2 separate regions of the Lactuca sativa genome follow, and region 1 is linked to region 2. The links are chromatin contacts, called in public Hi-C maps. All regions are on one chromosome and are shown on one strand. The core of a region is the stretch at or near the end of the contact, and the rest is flanking DNA. Distances in the headings are between cores, read along the strand shown.

Region 1 (6,136 bases), core at 3,571-6,070, 150 kb after region 2:
CTCTCTCTTTATTTATTTCTCCAATCAAGTTGCTTTGGTGAAGGCAACCTAAAAGGACCATGCACCATCGGGTCAAGGATATACCAAAATAGTTATGGACTTAGACACTAATCCAACATTTGCATGTGGCAGACTCGGCGAGTCGAGTCGCGAGTCCCTGAGTTTTTCCCCTTTTTCGTGTTGCGGGTTGGAGTAGTGAGTCATGGGGTGTGACTAAGTGGGTCGGAAGCCAGACTCACTCATGAAGTAACCCGGCGAGTCAATGCCATGACTCGGCGAGTTCAAGGCAATCTTCTTGCCTCAAGAACAGACTCGACGAGTTGTTCATACAGCTCGGCGAGTCTCAGCATAGAGTGTTCTTCGGATGAAGATGAACTCGGCGAGTTGTTCATACAACTCGACGAGTAGGATGAAGGACTATTGGCCTTTATTTTAGAAGGAGGACTCGTCGAGTCAATGCTTAACTCGACGAGTAGAGACGGGTTTATGGTCGGACAAAAGGATAGAGACTCGGCGAGTTGGCAAGTCAACTCGGCGAGTCGGGCCAACTGGCAGTTGACTTTGACTTTGACTCTTGATTGGTAAGGGGTAAATGGTCATTTTACCCTGAGGTCGGTTAGCAGTAATTGACTAAGGGTTTTGTGGGAATTATAGTCGGAGGATTTCCGGAGCGGCAGCAGCAGAAGACAGTCAGTTCCCACACAGATCATCAACTACTTTGAGGTGGGTTACCTTCCAGTAGCGGTGGGTCTATGGCCACAATGTCGGCCCACCAGTGGGAGTTGTATGTTAGATGATTGTCTTTGTGATATCATCTAGGTTTGCTACTACCTGATATGTTATATGCTAGCATGATATGTATATGTGATAGTAGTAGAGTTCGGTTGTTAGGACCGAAGGGTAGGTCAAACACTCTAGATATGTCTGACAGTATGTGATGATATGTTTATATGCTGGCATGGTATGTTATATGTGATAGCGGAAGTATGAGGGGAATAGTCCCCAAGTTCGGTCGTTAGGACCAAAGGGTAGATCGGACACCCCAGATATGTCTGATAATATGTTATGTTATGATATATGTGATAGTAGCAGTAGGGGGTGAAATAGTCCCCGAGGATCGGTTGTTAGGGCCGATGGGTAGTCAGCCCCCCAGAATGGCTTGACATGGGTAGTCAGCACCCCAAAACGGCTCGACACGGGTAGGTCGGCACCCCAGAATGGCTGTACCGGGTAGGTCGGGCACCCCATAATTGCCCGGTAGTGTGTATGATATATAATTGTATGGTATGTGGTAATATGGGGGAAACTCACTAAGCTTCATGCTTATAGTTTTCAGTTTTGGTTTCAGGTACCTCTTTTTCAAAGGGGAAGGAGCCGACACGGTAGCGGTACATCACACACACGCTTTGTATTCCGCTCTATGGGATTCTCCTGGGGTTTTGTACTCTGATAGTATTATGTTTTACGAAATGGTTTCCAGACAAACAGCATCTTTTATGAAATGTCATGATCCGTGAATGTTTTATTTATAATGTTTTGCAAATGGTATGTTTTAAAATGAAATTTTTGGCTCGTATTTTTGGGACGTTACAGATTCACATATAAATCACATGTGATTCACATATGAATCACATTTACATATGACATCATATGTGACTTACCTTTGATTTTCATATGAATCACATGCGATTTACATGTGAATCAAATAAGATTAATATGTGAATCACATGTGATTCATATGTGAATCACATGAGATTTACATGTGAATCAAATGTGATTTAATATGTGAATCACATGTGACTTACATGTGAATCATATGTGAATCATATGTGATTTACATGTGAATCACATATTAATCACATTTGATTCACATGTAAATCACATGTGATTCAGATGTAAAATCACATGTGATTTACACGTGAATCAAATATGATTAATATGTGAATTACATGTGAATCACATGTGATTCATATGTTAATTACATGTGATTCATATAGTAATTACATGTGAATCACATATAATTATTATGTGATTCACTTGTGATTTACATGTGAATATGTTATATTATATTCACATATGGATATATCATGTAATATTTACATGTGAATCCTAATGCAATATTCACATGTGAATATACCACATAACATTCACATGTAAATATCTAACCAACTAGAATTCCAAGGAATTGAGTAGTGAGAGAAATATTTTTTTGTATGTGTGTAAATGGTTACATTTCAGGGTGAAGAATAAATTTACCTTCCAGGAATAGGCTCCGAATTTGTAAAGGTATAGGGAAACCGACAGACTCGATGAGTGAATCATCGGTGGGGTAGGTGGACATAGAACTTCAATCAGAAGTCGGAGCCTATTCCTAAGATAATATATCCATGTTACACAACCTAAAACAAATCAAAATAAAAAATTATAATAATATAAACAAGCTAAATATGTGAAAAAATGATAATAAAAAGCTTATTTTTAAGATTTTCCACAACTACGGGATTCAATCAATGGGAGATGATCATTATTTGGGGGTTTCAGTCACATTCATTACCTGAAAGAAACGGAAAAAAGTAATACATCTACTTTATCAAGGGTAAAAATGTAAATTTGCATGAATAAAAGTAAAACCTAAAATCTTACTTTTGAAAGTAACTCTTGGCTTTCGGGAGGTTGTTTTTTCAAACTTTCAAGTAAGATTACAGTAAACAACTTTGGTCTTTCAGCTCTTAATGCACCTCTAATTACAACTGCATTTGTTCCAGAAGCTCTTGGTGTGAAGATGAGATTTTCTCTTTGACATCCCTTAAATATGTCGTTCTCAACTATGTCTTCAACACGACAAATCTGACAATTTCACACAATAAACACACTTAAAAGATAAAGTTTTGATAAAATACAACTAGTTTTCACCTCCTTTTGATCTATCGCCATCCATTCCGAATCTTTCATTTAACTACATGTTTTGCAGTACCACTAACTTAATCATGATGTTATGCAATCCATAAAGCATCAACCAAATAATCTGTACTACCTTTGTTTTGTTCCTTCCCTTCATCACGTCCAATTGCAAAATATTTTTGAAAGAAATAGAGAGACAATAGGAATAATGAGATAGAAAGCATCATAAGTGGTATGACCAACCAAAGTTACCCTGAACAAGCATACATCATTTCAATCTTATCAGATAAAAGTTATGAATTCACAGGGAAAAAGGTAATCAATCCAGCCACATTTCAACACAATGGAAATACGAAAAACAACAAACCTGAGATCGGATGCACCATGTATAACATGATAATTTGTGACAAAATGACCTTTAGGTATCCCAAACAAAGCCTGATCCAAATCCTTGAGGCACCTCCAACACATCCAGAGTAAACACATCCTGTCTAAACCGCATAATATTAAAGATCAGTTGATTCCACGAAATCAACAAGCCAAATGTAGGCAATTAAGGATTGTAAGTTCATAACATGTAGCTTTTTCTAATGATCTCATGAAATGAGCATTAAAATTTAAAAATATGTGCAAAAGTGTTGGATCATTTACGGTTATACTATACTACAAAAACAATTGTGCTTAATAACTCGATTTGATCACTATGTATCAAATCCAACAAACACAATGAAGGACATAAAACAAGTATCCATCAAAATTGGAACAAGAAAGCTAAATACCTGGAAACTAAATTGGTAATGTAGACGAACAGAAAGATTATTCTCCTAGAAAAGACGAACAATGGCGAGGTCAACAATCTGCAACTTCCTAGGCGCAACGACAATGAAAGCGGCAACTGAGTGCACATCGATAATGAAGACAGAGGTGGAAAGAGCTACTGAAGTGCAAATCACAAAGCACGAGTTCAGAAATTTATCCAGGAGGATCTGTGGGTAGATTGGCAGTCGACAATGGTAGAGGTGGCCGATGAAGGGAGGAGGAAGCCGATCGATAATCTGGTAGCCTAAATTTCACCTTGCAATGTGCTCGTCGATGATGAGACGACCTAAACAGAAAAGTCGCAGAATTTTATGGCTTAGAATTCAGATTCAAAGGATCTTAGATTTCAATGAGTCGTGTAAAGTCTTCACCTTTCTCGATTCAATGAATAGGAAGGAAACCATAGATTTCAGATGATGGATGTTGGTTCTTGGGCAACGATCGACGATGAAACTATAAGAGAAAGAGGGATGATGAGAAGAATACGATCGATGGATTTGAGAGAAAGAGGGCATCGATTGATTTGGGAGGAATGATCTTTTCAGTACCATAAATGCCCTTAGATTAATTTCAGAACCATACCCCCTTGTTTAATTTTCCATTTATCTACAAAAGTGCCATAAAAGATCTTAGCCCTTAATTGTTTTAATCTGATGGTCCACTTTTAGTTCTCGGGTTCTCGGAAAATTATAAGTTCTCAAATGATTATCTCTCTCTCTCTCTCTATATATATATATATATATATATATATATATATATGACTTTGAACACAAGAAATGTGATGATCGCACAATAAGGTTGGAGGGAGTGGTTCCGCACTCCCTCATGAAACCGCAATGACACGTAGGCGCCACCTCACCTGTTACCATAAAAATGTGGTTTCATACCACACCTAAGGAGTGATGCCACAATTAAGTATTATTTATTTTTTTTTTTAATAAATAAAAAGGACCAATTAAAAGGAGGTAAGAAAAAAGAACCGATTACGTTGTTTGAAAGAATGATCTCTTAGAACTTTCTACCGCACCAAGGTACACTTTCTGCCAATATGGTAAGAAGAGTGCTGTCCAGACCCCACCCCCTCCGTCTAGTGTAATGAACCACTCCCTGGTCTAATGAATAAAAAGAAAAAGAAAGGCATCCGGTTTCTGTCCGGTGCTAATTTGACACAAACAGTGCAGCCCTTCACATGAAACCCTAGGAACAAGATACAGAGAAAATGGGTGAAATTAGAACCCATAGAGACGACCCCGAAGAGAACAGCAACCATATCCATCTTCCGAAGAAACCTAAACTATCATCATTCATTACTCAATCCCAAATTCAACAAGAATTCGCCCATCACCAGCATGGCGTTGCCCGTCTAAACAACGGCAGCTTCGGCAGCTGCCCAGGTTCCATCATCGCAGCCCAGAAACGGTGGCAGCTCAAGTTTCTTCAACAACCCGACGATTTCTTCTTCAACCAACTACCTACCCAAATCCTCCGTTCCCGAACCCTAATCAAGGACATTATCAACGCCGATGACGTCTCTGAAGTATCAATCGTTGACAATGCCACCACCGCCGCAGCGATTGTTCTCCAGCAGGTTGGATGGGCATTCGCGGAAGGCCGTTTCCACAAAGGAGACGCTGTCGTCATGCTTCACTGTGCTTTCCAAGCCGTGAAGAAATCCATCGAGGCTTATGTGACCCGTGCAGGTGGCTCCGTTATCGTGGTACATCTTCCTTTCCCTATCAAGTCCAACGAAGAAATAATCTCCGAATTTAGAAAGGGTTTGGCAAGGGGCAAGGCCAACGGTAGGAAAGTTAGGTTAGCCATAATTGATCACATAACCTCCATGCCCTCTCTCATAATTCCAGTTCGTGAGTTGGTAAAGATTTGCAGGGAAGAAGGAGTGAGCCAGGTGTTTGTGGATGCTGCCCACGCGGTTGGTAGTGTCTCGGTTGATGTGAAGGATATAGGGGCTGATTTCTACGTCAGTAACTTACACAAGTGGTTTTTCTGCCCACCATCCGTGGCTCTTCTTTACTGCCGGAAATCTTCTTTATCCTCCTCGGAGCTGCACCACCCTGTGGTGTCGCATGAATATGGAAATGGACTCGCCATAGAGAGTGCCTGGATAGGTACACGGGATTACAGCTCTCAGCTGCTTGTCCCGGAGGTTATAGATTTCATCAACAGGTTTGAAGGGGGGATGGATGGAATTAGGGATAGGAATCATGAAGCTGTTGTTGAAATGGCAGAGATGCTGGCTAAGGCTTGGGGGACCAGCCTGGGGTCGCCTCCTGAAATGTGTCCTAGCATGGCCATGGTCGGCCTGCCTTCTTCATTGGGGGTTTTAAGCGATGGTGATGCTTCTAGGTTAAGAAATCATCTGAGAGACCAATTTAAGGTGGAAGTTCCTATACACTAC
Region 2 (6,391 bases), core at 828-3,327:
CAGGGGGATACTTTCAACTAAGAAACCTGAGATCTAGAATACACCAGCACTCATAGCTAATCAAGTACAATTGCATCTATTAGGAAAGGAAAAATGTCAAAAAGAACAAGAAAATGAAGAGGAAAACTCTGACTTTTCCAGTTAGACAGAAAGATGAAAATCAGCCAAAAAAATCTTAATAACATCATATCTCATGTATGCTATTTAAGTAATGACATGTTTTTTGAGTTTTGTGGGCCTGGGTTGTAGCATAGGGCACATCGTTCTTTGAAGTTGCAATAGGATGACATGGGCACCAAGGTAAAAGGGCACTGAGCCTAGTAGCCTACCCACAAAAGGGAAAAGCCTTCATCAAACTAGGTCATAATGAGTCTATTACTGTAAATATTGGGCAATTTTTGATGTTGTCAATAACCAAGCCCACAAACTCTTAATCCAACTGATACAAAACAACAAAAAGAGCTAAATTGTCAAGCCTTGTATGGTACTGATGATTTTCTAATTAATATGGTCACTCTAAAGTGTTTATGTTGTGCTTGGATATGATACTTCCTTACTCATCTTTTTTACAGTTTGCAACAAACATGGCATACAATGCAAAAATCCTAGTTATCACACCTAATTCTTGTCACCAGAATTTTGAGGTACATGAAGAAAGACTCTAGCTAAGGGTTGATCTTATTTGGATTGAAAGTTAGATAACAAAGTCCTCTTAACTTTGTTATCCATCCACCTTCAACAATTATACAATAACCATATGCATATAAATCAAAAGAAGAAGAAGAAGAAGTATACGCTGGATTAGGCCAACCGTGAGTCCAAGAAAACGGGCAACTTGACCGACCCATTCACAGTCCCTCCTTGCAAGGTAATCATTCACAGTAACAACATGAACTCCTTTACCACTTAAAGCATTTAAATAAGCTGGTAATATGGCCACCAGAGTCTTTCCCTCTCCCGTCCTCATTTCAGCTATTTCTCCTTTATGAAGTACCATGCCACCTACATCACCATAGCATGTTTGTAAATTGTAATGGACATTAAACTTTCATGCTTTTTAAGCAGCCTAGTTTCTCATTTCAGGTTTGATGTTGTAGCCGAATTGAACTCAAAACAATTTAGTATTTATTTACCTATCAGTTGAACATCAAAAGGACGAAGACCTAGAACCCTCTTCGAAGCCTCTCTCACTATAGCAAACGCCTCCTGCACGATATTATATATATATTTAGAATGATAAGCCACGGAGCACAACACTTCTAACAGCCAAAGTAATGATTTAAGAACGTTGCAGAGAAAGAGGAATATAGGTCTTCCAACAAGAGGTGGTTTATGAACCAACAGGACCGAAAAAATAAAGTCAGTTATCTCTTTTTCTTGCATTGTATTATCCTTACGCAAATTCAAAGGGGAAAATGTGTAGAGAACAATACATGGTCTCCAAATCCCAAATGTGATATAGAAATGAGATGTGCTTACAGGTAAAATAGAGTCTAAAGATTGGGGACCTTGGCGAGCTCGTTGCCTCAAGAGAGTGGTCCTATCCCTCAGCTGAGAGTCCGAGAGAGACGTCAGCTCGGATTCAAGAGAGTTGATGAGAGCGACGGTGGCAGAGTATTGCTGCCTGGTGGACTCCCCGGTGTCAGCCCCACCCTTGAAGATTCCGCCCAGTAGACCTCCTAATGACGCCGCCGCCACTGTCATCGTCTTCCGCTCTCTTGGAGCGTAAAAATGACAATATCCGTGTGCCGAGTTATTTTTTCCACCCCGGAAAAGGAAGCTACTGCTACTGGTGCATTCCCTTAATAGTAGAAGATGTCGAGTGCAATAACTATTGAGTTGACGATGAAAAGTGGGAAATTTGGAACTGAAAGGTGAAACAGAATAGGAGGATGGGGAGGAAAAGTTATTGGTGGGCGACAGAGATGGGAGCGCCATTCCACTTCCCAAAAATTACTACTACTGTTATATACTTGCTACTGGGTACCCCATGACTTCGAAGGTAAGAACCCCTTCTCAGTTATGCAACGAAGAAGATGAGTGGGGAAAATTGGATGAGACTAGCAAAGCAAACTGCTTCGGATAAGGTGTCGATCTTGATATACCGAAATCGGGAAAAAAGTAAATTATACTTTTGGTCCATGTTGTTTACACCCATGTGTAGTTTGAGTCCAGCTTTTTGAAAATTGATATGGGTCGTCTCTATAGTTCCCAAAAGTTGCATGGCTGGTCCCTCATATTGTTACCATCTAATGTTGTTTGTTTTTTAATAGGTAAATCTCCAGTCTGAGAATCATATTTGTAGACATCTATAAAAAAAAAACAAAAAAAAAAAAAAAAAAAAAAAAAAGATGAACCAGTCTGCAAGAAAAAGATTGTTTTCTTTTAAAGTCTACAGATCGTGTAAAAAAAATAAAATGTATATAAACTTTGTTTTTTGAAATTTAAAAAGACTTTCAATAATTATAGTTTCACAATACTTAAATTAAAATTATACAACTATCATTATAGTTTTTTTAATTTTTAAATTTTTTGTTAATACTTAAAATTCAAAAGATTTGTTTTATATAATTAGGAAACATATTAATTATTGTGTTTTCATGTTTTCATCCTCTAACTTATTAAATTATTAGATACTATTAGTTTTAAAACTATTATATTTCTCACATACTATTTTAAATTGAATTATATTTTTTGTGATATTTAAAGTAATGTTAATTGTAAAAAAAAAAAAACTAGATGGTGTAAGAAAGTCATGTGTCCCATATCAGTTCCTTGAAAAAAGAAAACAAGGGTGAGACTTTTATATAACGAATATATAATTGAATATAAAATTGAAAAACATAGACCTTTTGATCCTTATAAATTATAATGTATGGTTGCATCCTTTAAAAAAAATACATGCTCAGATGTTTGAAGAGGTAAGAAGTGGATGGACCAAGTCTGCCTCAAGAAGAGGCCCCTAGACCTTTTTAGGTCTACAGTCTTCTAAAAAACAAAAGGTCTGCAAGGTTAAATGTATGTGCGCCATCTACAGGGACGCGGACAAAAATGGTATCAAGAAGAGCTTTTGAGAAAAAAAACAAACAACACCTAAGATGTTCCACTTAAAGGAGAGCATGTGTCCCTTAGATGGTAAAATTGTCTTTTCAACCTTATTTTATACTATTAACAACTTTAATTAAGGCTATGATTTACAGAGCTACAGTTCATCATCTTCTCCAACTTTCTCCTTGCAATCATTTGCCTTAATCTTAAACATTGCAATTAGAAAAATCTTGAGAGAAAAAGCAAGGAAACAAGATGTTCCAACCACGATGTGGCATAATTGTTGTTCATCAATTTGTGTAGATGTGAATGAGGTTTACAATTAATTTAACATAGCAATGTTTTAGCTTAGATCTTTGAAAAAGAATGTTTTTTCTTAAAAAAATCATTCTTTTATATAGGGTCTTTCGATTTTCTTTCCAATGAGAATCAATCATGGTGTATTTTTTTTCCAAAGTTCCAAGAAGAGAAAGTACCTAGATGGAAAGGTAACATATGTGGAGTATGTTAACATTGGTGAGTTCTCTATATATGAACTCAATGTGAGGGACATGTTTGATTGATGGACGGAAGAAACATGCAGGGTTAAGATGACTCAGAGTGGACAACGGCAAGTGTCGTTTTTGTGACGTAGACAGCCTTTAATGGCATTACCACATGGGAACAACACTCCCGCCTCCCCCTTCCCCTTCCCGTTATGTGGTCTTCAGTGGTGATGGCAATAAGCTACAACACGATTTTCTCTTTGATTTCTTTCTTTCTTCCTCGTTTTTTCTTCATCTCAACATCGTTCCTTACATGGAACACCACCCCAAAAAAAAGGTGGAGATTAAGAAGATTTTTGGTGCTTACCTGGCCTCACCACCCCGTTAACCATACCCACCACCCTAACTCCCAAGGACCAACAGTGATATCAAAATCCTCGAGAGGAACCACCCATGACAAAATCCCAATAATAACCAAAAGTGATATTTTTCCCAAACCACATGGACCAAGACTATATCTTACTCTAATTATTATGTTTTGATAAAATAATATAATAAATAAAAAATTGTCATTAAAATTTTAGAAATAAGATATATGTTTTTATGTGACATTTTAAATGTAGATGGAATAGAAGAAAATTCTGGTACTAGCAGTACAACATGTTTGTATAGTGTTTATTAGGGGTGAGCATAGTGACAAAATTTAAAAATAAAAAAAAAATGAAACCAAGTTGATTAAAGAAACGGAAGGCAAGCAAAAGCAATTAAAGCAAAAACAGAATTTGTGAAAGAAAAAGAATACAAATTAGTGATGTTACGTAGTATGCTTGCCAAAATCAGAACCTCCCTTTCACCCTTGGCTACAACATAATAAAAACTTTCAAAATTACTTTTAGTTGCAGCAACCAACGAGAGAAATGTGATCATGACCTTATATAAATGTTAGTAAACATACATACTATCATCAATCATACATGGTGGTCTTGATGATTTATAAACTTTGCATGGTCTTGCCAAGAACAAGATGGGTAACAAGATTAATTAAGTTATGATTCGATTATCTCATATCACTCTTCAGGGATTTGGAACTCAAGGTCCAACTTTCTCTTCGGGTGAGTTCTGTCAGCACTACAGTCGTACAAGACTCATTATAAATCATAACAACTGAACTAAGATCGAATGTGAATCAACAAAGCCCAAAGCTATGTAACTAACGCCTATCAAGTCCACAATTTAAACACTCGTCTTTTTAATGGAAGAGAATCATAGCAAAGATTTCCGAAAACCTAACTTCATGACAATAATAATGAATGTCATAACTTTTTGTGTTGTCCCCATAACATAAGAACGCAATACTTTCATTTTTGGTAACTTTCATTACTTGTTTTATTTATAACTCATAATTTGGTCCACATGATTCTTTTTATATTTTCCTTATTAAGGGAGGCACCTGCCCCTGCCACACTCAAGTCTTATGAACATCGATTAGCATATATACATCACGATCACCAACATATCTATTAATCTACTGGATATCATTCACTCACTCGATCAATCAAGAAAGCGCTCAAGGGTGAAAAAATATTATCAACATCATTAACCTTAACGTTCAAGTTTTTACCTTTCTTAGATGAATAAAAAATACAGCTTTTTAAGCACTTCATTGACATTAAAAAAATGACTTGGCATGTTGTTTAGAAAAATGTTTGATTATCAATTAAATGTCTAAAATACCCCTCAATAAAAATAAAATGAAATAAACATATGGAAAAAGATTTAAGTTGAGACATCATACAATAATTAATAATGGGCAAAAAAATGATTAAGATTATGAAGTTGTAAAAAAGATAGTGTTGCATTTTATTATGGCCCAAAGATTTGCGTTTTAAATTTGTTTAATAATGTGAACTCTCAAGAATATAAATTGCTTCCATCTCAATAAAAGTGTTGCAAATTTTGAAAAAAAAAATTGAGAGTATGAAAAATTTTCAAGAAATAAATGTGGTGGAAAAGTTTGAAATAGTAAAAAAAAAGTACATCACTTGTTTTGAAAGATGGAGTGTTAGTCGTAGGTGTATAGTATTTCCATAATAAAGACAACCAGATTGTGAAAAAATAGCTAATACATTATTTCCATAATAAAATTAATCTATAATAGAGTTGGAAGATACACTGAATTTGATGATAAACAATTGAGAGAGAAATAGAGAATGGCGAAAGTATGTGTTCTTTTGTGTTGTAATACCGTTAATAAAAATAAGATTTCAGATAGAGGGAGGAGTGTAATAAAAAATATATTGTTAATGGTATTTACCTGATAATAGTTGGTCTAGCTGGAGGTCTTGCTGTAAAGACATAAAAATCAAGTGACATTGGTGTGGGTCCACTTGTTTCATTTCCATTTCCATGGTCGGAAACTGACACTAACACTGGCACTGGCATGACTCTTCTTGATTTCCTAGTTGCAGGTGACAACATAGTCGATGGATTAAAATATGTAGACTCTTTCTTTGGTGGAGGTCGTGGAAGCAAAGTTGGTTCAGTAGGTGGAGGTCCATAGGAGAAGTACCTACCAATATCATCAGATTTTTTACTTAATAAATAATCAACTGAGAGGATTATTAATATTACCTAACAACCTACCTATGCTCTAATGCTTGGTGTGTTGAAATTCTAGCTTTTGGATCATACATAAACATCTTAGATAACAGATCCAATGCATCATCACTGGCCATTGGAAACGTCGCCCGAAGTGGCTGCCCAGGAACATACTGGTACTCAACATAATCAGGAAGATAAATCATATCTGCCCACTAAGAAGCTTTGGGAGTCCCAAATGCAGCAAATATTTTCCCCAA

What was found. A called contact is a pair of places that touch in the nucleus more often than the background predicts.
Region 1: a contact with region 2 is called in a Hi-C map of seed, with 2.4 times the contacts expected there. The contact joins the promoter of LOC111908772 here to the promoter of LOC111908771 in region 2. A contact is called at or near these places in 2 of 4 Hi-C or Micro-C datasets (leaf and seed).

What each region holds. Positions count from the first base shown.
Region 1 is chr9:471,170-477,305 of Lsat_Salinas_v11, forward strand. LOC111908772 (L-cysteine desulfhydrase) reads left to right here and starts at 4,821. Exons shown (of 2, transcript XM_023904580.2): 1 at 4,821-6,136. The coding sequence starts at 4,940.
Region 2 is chr9:328,317-334,707 of Lsat_Salinas_v11, forward strand. LOC111908771 (protein translocase subunit SecA, chloroplastic) reads right to left here and starts at 2,078. Exons shown (of 20, transcript XM_023904579.3): 1 at 1,480-2,078; 2 at 1,134-1,206; 3 at 796-1,002. The coding sequence starts at 1,938. It also overlaps the pseudogene LOC111908762.